Linked DNA regions of Gossypium hirsutum: region 2 is linked to region 1. Evidence: chromatin contacts called from public Hi-C data. All regions are on one chromosome and are shown on one strand. Each heading gives the region's core, a stretch centred on a gene start, on an enhancer-like site or on the middle of the called end of the contact. The rest is flanking DNA. Distances are from core to core; before and after follow the strand shown.

What was found. A called contact is a pair of places that touch in the nucleus more often than the background predicts.
Region 2: a Hi-C map of hypocotyl shows a contact between it and region 1, with 2.1 times the contacts expected there. The contact joins the promoter of LOC107896922 here to the enhancer-like site in region 1. A contact is called at or near these places in 2 of 34 Hi-C or Micro-C datasets (callus and hypocotyl).

Annotation. Positions count from the first base shown.
Region 1 is chrA10:79,645,555-79,648,836 of Gossypium_hirsutum_v2.1, forward strand. No RefSeq gene overlaps it. Among protein-coding and RNA genes, the nearest start is that of LOC107896923, 58 kb to the left of the region's middle. Within about 2 kb of position 1,782, at least 2 of the 9 cell types and tissues checked have an H3K27ac peak or open chromatin away from gene starts, as enhancers often do. A contact at or near this core is called in hypocotyl, where this site is marked.
Region 2 is chrA10:79,828,286-79,831,567 of Gossypium_hirsutum_v2.1, forward strand. It overlaps LOC107896922 (protein SHORT-ROOT), which reads left to right and starts at 1,576. Exons shown (of 1, transcript XM_016822234.2): 1 at 1,576-3,282. The coding sequence starts at 1,712. The coding sequence ends at 3,142.

The sequences.
Region 1 (3,282 bases), core at 532-3,031:
AAGCTTCAATTTGATTCCATTTAATTTTTGGTTTATTCCAAATCCATACTTTTATAATAATTTTTCATATAAGTACATAAAAATTGATAACTAAGTATAATTAAACAATATTACTAATTAATCTGATTATTTATTATAATCAAACAATTACAAACTTGTTGCTCTCTATCTTAAACTAAACTTTGTTAGTAGTATGAATAGAACATTATTTTGGAGTAAATGATTGTAATTTTCAATCACTTATAAGGAGACATATTTATAGGTTAAATTGAGTAATAACATAAGGGTACTTTGTTTGTTTCGAGTCAAATTAGATTGTGGTTGGATTTATTGTTAAAGGTTTGATTCAAGTTCAATATGATATATTTAAATTATAATTCATTTCATTGTCTAAAAAACTATTAAAAGTATACTTTTATATTAATATTTATATATTTTATATTTAAATATATTCAAATATTTTAAAATTTTATTACTTTAAATTGTTGGAAAAATAATTTAAATTTGGATCAAGTTAGTTTAGCCTAAGGACAAATAAAAAAAATTTCAAACTCAGCTTTAGTCAGGTAGGTCAATTGACTCATGAATATATTTAATTGTAACTATAATGTGAAAATGTTTTAATTTTTTTAATCAATTTCGAGTTACACTCAAATTTGTTGATGGACTTAATTCATTGTTCATAAAATTAATAAAATATATATAAAAAAATATTTTTATAATTTTATACTAATATTTTGTGACTAATATTATCAATTAAGCCACAAGTGAAATGGTAAATGACTTATATTTAAATATTTATTTTACATTAACTCGACTTTAACCTTGAACTACTCAACCCTTCGTCCATCTATATCTATAATATATAAAAACACGAAAATTCTTTTTGATTTAACCAATAATGAACCATTTGTTGTTCATCATAATACTAATTTCATCATTTTAAATATATATTTTTGTTTTTTATAAAATTTATCACTTTTATAATTATAATTTTTATTTTAATCAACAATGAATTGAGTCTATTGACCAGCTGATGCTTGTTTTTTTTTTACTGTTTAAAACTAAGACGTTAGCATTCAAGATTTAAGTATTTCCATTTAATTAATAGCTAAAAATCTCTAAAAATGTTGGGAGTTTTATAAATTTTTTCATAGAATTTTATGGTTTTCCTATTTAATGATCAAACCAATTAATATATTTTAATTAGGGAAGGATTCATTTACATTAGTATTAAGGTAGTTTAACACATCTTCATATTTTTTGGTATGATTAATATTTTAACGATTCAACCGTTATTTTGTATATTTCATTAATATAGATAAAGCATGTCAATTTTAATGTAAATTAAAAATTTCTAACTATTTATTTTATGTAAAAAACCCGACTGTTCAATAAATATTAATATATACAGTATTTTAAATCAATATGATAGAAATATATGATTGATTTAAAATTTTACATGCATGACAAGTACAATTATATCGATAAATTCAATAATTGAATTATTAAAATATTAATCGAACAAAGAAATACGAAAAAATGTAAAATTACTTTAGTTTTACATTAATTTTACATCGATATAAATTGATATTTCCCTCTTAATTATATTCAATAATTAAAATAATATTATTTCACATATAATTAAGAAATTAATAAAGTAACGATAAGACATTAATACCAATTAAAGAAAATTCATGAATAACAATATTTCCCTTTACGTGTGAACACGGAATATTAGACAAGCGATAAACATAAGTTGTCTGAAATGGTAATTTAATACCTATCATGAGTTGTGCAATAAGGTGCCACTTGCACAAATGAGTGATTGCATATGCAAATTTGGAGATAAGCCAAGAATTTAATCAGATAATGAGAAAGACTTGATTAAAAATAAAATATAAAAAAAACCCCTTGAAACAGAACATAACAAAAGACATATAGATATGTTGGAGATGTTATTAGAAAGGGAAAGGCAAAGTGATTACATTAATGTTTTAAAGGTCTATTCACAAATTGCAATTATGGTTGAATCCGACGACTTTTATCACACTTTCAAATGAACCATCAATCAGTTGGTAAATTATTTCCAGGCAGGATCTGTATATAGTAGATTAATGTTTCCTTTAAACGGTATTATTATTATTATTATTTATTAGTACAATGTATTTTGATATATTGCTTTGGGTTTATCAATATTTTTAAAAATAATTGCTTTGGATTTATCAGTATTTTTCAAAGTATTTTTCATCTATATAATATTTATATATACATGTAAATGTATTTCAATTACACATCTATTTATATATAAATTTTATAATTATTATTTAAGTTTAATAATTTAATTAAATGATTATGTTTATTTTTTATTGTAATTATAAAAAAAAATTACAAATAGTTAAGATAAAAAATATTAGATTCTTATACCAATAGTAGGAACTTATATGCATGGTATTGACCAAAATAAACTAAAATTCATGGAAACAATTGAAATACACCAAACTTTGGTTAGAATAAAATTTAAATTATTTAGTATCCATATAAGTATCGTCTAGTATGAAACTAACTAGCGGAAACACCAAAGGGAAACATACCCTTCTAATATAATTCTTTTTTTTTCTTTTTTCCTTGATACCGGCTACCATGATGGTATATATAGAAAAACTAATAAAAAAATTTCATGTAAATAAATTATTTATAGTATAGTTGACACACACATATGTAGCTAATTTAGGTGAACTTATAATCAGATTATTATAGTGCCAATAATCATAGTCTACATCAAGTACTATAGCATTTATCAGCATCTCTTTGTTGGTATTAGCAAAAGAAAATATGTTGTTTGTTAGCTTTCTTTTAGAGTTATGCAGTTCCTATTGAGAAATAGTGGATTCCATTGACATATTTTTTTAAATTTGTTATGAGAATAAATGTTTTATTCCACCCCTATTTGTTAATAACATGATGACGTAATATTGATTCAATACATATGCATCTCCTTGATGCATAGGAATTCTATGATACAACAGGTGACAAAAAAACATAGCATATATCGGTAAGCAAGTTATCCATCTAGATATGAAGTTTGACTCGTTTAATTCATGTAAATATACTTAATTCATGCCAAATAATCCCATTATTAGAAAATGATGTTGCAAAAGCTACCTACAGTTTTTTGTTTATTGAAATTCAAAATAGTTTATGAAATTGATTGACTGCAGTGGTTATTACGACTTACCACCGTAAAAAACTGTGCAAACAAAAACACAAAGAACACTGAAG
Region 2 (3,282 bases), core at 326-2,825, 180 kb after region 1:
TTGGCAAAAGAACCCTAGTTGGTTCCAAGTGATTTACAATGTGTGTTTTGGGCCTCGAAGGCCCATATTAAGGACATGTTGATAAGTTTGAGAAAGTTTTAAATTTTTTCAGGTCTTGGAGACTCGGAAATGGTTGTAAGCACGAGTTTAAATGAGGTAATGCCTCGTATTCCGTCACGGTATAGGATACGGGTATGGGATGTTACAACACGGACTAGGACACGACTGTGTGTTCCTAGTTCGACAGTCATATAGCCTGAGACACGGGCGTGTCTCAGCCGTGTGAGGCACATGGCCGTGTGACCTCTGTATTCAAATTTTTGTAACTTTTTCTTAAACTTTCTTAATGTTTTCAGTTTATTCTCGAATCGTTTCTAGGGTATTTCTAGGGCCTCGAGGGCTCGATTTAGTGATGGAATGTGCATGTATGATTGATATATGACATGTTTATGTTAGTGAATGAAATATTGTTAAAATGTTTCCGATTGTATAGTAATGTTCCGTAATCCTAATCCGGTGATGGATACGGGTTAGGGGTGTTACACCTCCCCCTAAAAACTTAGGTAGTAAACACTCAAATTTTACAATACAGTTTGCACTTACTAACAAAACAATTCCTCAATGAACAAATTGAAGTGCTCTAATAAGCTCTCATGCATAACCTAAACAAGCCTCAAACTATATATCAATTTCAGCTTGCGAACATAGAATCTAAGTAAATACGAAGTAACTCTTTGAAAATAGCAATTAAAACATAAAACATTCAAAGCATTATCAATCGAAGATATGTTCTCCTAAATCAACAATACAATCTCGATCAAATCTCCACACTCTAAGGGTTGAATTGATTCACTTGAATTCAGTTCAATCTTCAAAATCCAAAGATTGATTTTTACGGATAGAAATAGAACCTTCAAAATAACAACTCATTTAGAGGTCTAAAAATTCCCCATTAAATTACAAAATCAAATAAAGCAAATAATTTAATTGTCTCAGTGGCAACCTGCAATTACATCTTGCCTCAACAGAAGAAATTAAAACCATGAAAAATGTTTGGGTATATCATCTAGAAAGTGTAGGAGCTCCAATGGTGTGAAAGTAGATACTTTTTATGGGCTTTAGCTTTTTTTTTTTTAAGAAAAACTCAAATTATTTGATGAATTTGTCACCGAAAATCCTTATCAAAGGAGAAAATTATTATAAAGAAAAAACTTACTTTTTTCGATGAAATATTCCGTTGAAAAAAAATAGAAAGTTCTTGTTTAAAATGCCTTGGTGGTTAAAAAGGTGCTACGTCATCAATTCTTTGCAGGTCTCTAAATCATGCCAATGCATAGTTTTTTCAAACAATAAGAAACAAACACTAAAAGGCATACAAGAAAGTATATGTTTTTTATGAAGCCATACAAGAATATTTGACGTCATAATTATATTACAAAATGTGAATTAAATATATATAGGATTCATTATAATTTATAATTAGAAATTGCATAGAAAAACCATATAGTTGCTTATCACTATAGCATAACTCCAACATTTTATATTTATATATACCTTACTAATATGTTTATTGTAATATTATTTATATATGATACTCAAAGCCAAATACATATGGTAGATATATTGCATAGTACGACAATGACCCTAAATATAATAGTATGGGCAATATTTCAGAATTCAAAGCTTTGTACTTGGCCATTTCTGAACTCAAATGAAATTGAGTTCTGCAAAGATTTCTAAAGAGTCAAAGGGGGCCTCCCCAAGCCATGGAGGACATCATAAGAACTCTTTTCACTCGAAACGGCAGAGCCACCACTCTATCCTTCCACTTCAACCGGTCGATCAGCTGGAGCAATGGTCATCTGTAGCGGTAGACATGTACAACAACAGCAGCAGCAGCAATAACAACAACAACCATCATCATCAGCCTCAAACTAGCCACACGTCGACCAGCCGTTCATCGGACTACTCGGCCGGCGGTGACAGGGAGCCTAGTGCGGTGGGCAACAAATGGGCATCAAGGCTTCTAAAGGAATGTGCTAGAGCCATCTCCGACAAGGATTCTAGCAAAATCCATCACCTTCTTTGGATGCTAAACGAACTGGCTTCCCCTTATGGAGACTGTGATCAGAAACTAGCATCGTATTTCTTGCAGGCACTGTTTTGTAAGGCCACTGAGTCAGGACAACGATGCTTTAAAACCCTAACTTTAGTCGCAGAAAAGAGCCACTGCTTTGATTCAGCTCGGAAGTTAATCCTTAAGTTCCAAGAGGTCAGTCCATGGACAACTTTCGGTCACGTAGCCGCCAATGGTGCAATTCTCGAAGTCTTAGATGGTGAGCCCAAACTTCACATCATCGATATAAGCAATACCCTTTGCACTCAATGGCCTACTTTGCTCGAAGCCTTGGCCACTCGAAACGATGACACCCCACACTTAAAGCTCACTGTTGTGGTCACTGCTAATATTGTAAGATCGGTGATGAAAGAAATAAGCCAGCGAATGGAGAAGTTTGCGAGGTTAATGGGTGTACCCTTTGAGTTTAATGTAGTAAGTGGGCTAAACCATTTGGGCCAACTCACAAAAGAGGTACTCGGTGTTGTTGAAGAGGAAGCTGTCGCGGTGAATTGTATGGGAGCCTTGCGAAGAGTCCCCGTCGAGGGAAGAGCTGCAGTGATCGGGATGTTCCGGTCGCTGGGGCCTAAAGTCGTAACCGTCGTTGAGGAAGAAGCTGACTTTTCAAGCACTCGATACGACTTCGTCAAGTGCTTTGAAGAATGCCTGAGATTTTACACGGTCTACTTTGAAATGCTTGAAGAAAGCTTCACCCCAACCAGCAATGAGAAGCTTATGCTGGAGAGGGAGTGCTCAAGGGGCATAGTTAGGGTTTTAGCTTGTGACGATGACCAAGACAGTGAAGGAGAGCGTGAGAGAAGAGAAAGAGGAAGCCAATGGTCCGAAAGACTCAAGGAAGCTTTCTCATCGGTCGGATTTAGCGACGATGTTGTCGACGACGTCAAGGCATTGCTAAAAAGGTACAAGCCCGGATGGGCACTCGCACAACCATATCAAAATGAAACAGGACTTTACTTAACATGGAAAGAAGAACCTGTAGTATGGGTATCCGCATGGAAACCCTAAAAACTTGGCCACAACTACAACCATGGTTTCAAGCTGAATCAATTTGCACTGCATTTATGCAAGAATTTGGAAGCAAATCAAAACATGCAGATGGAGTTCATTACCTTTCATATCTTTCTTTTGATCATTTCATATATAAA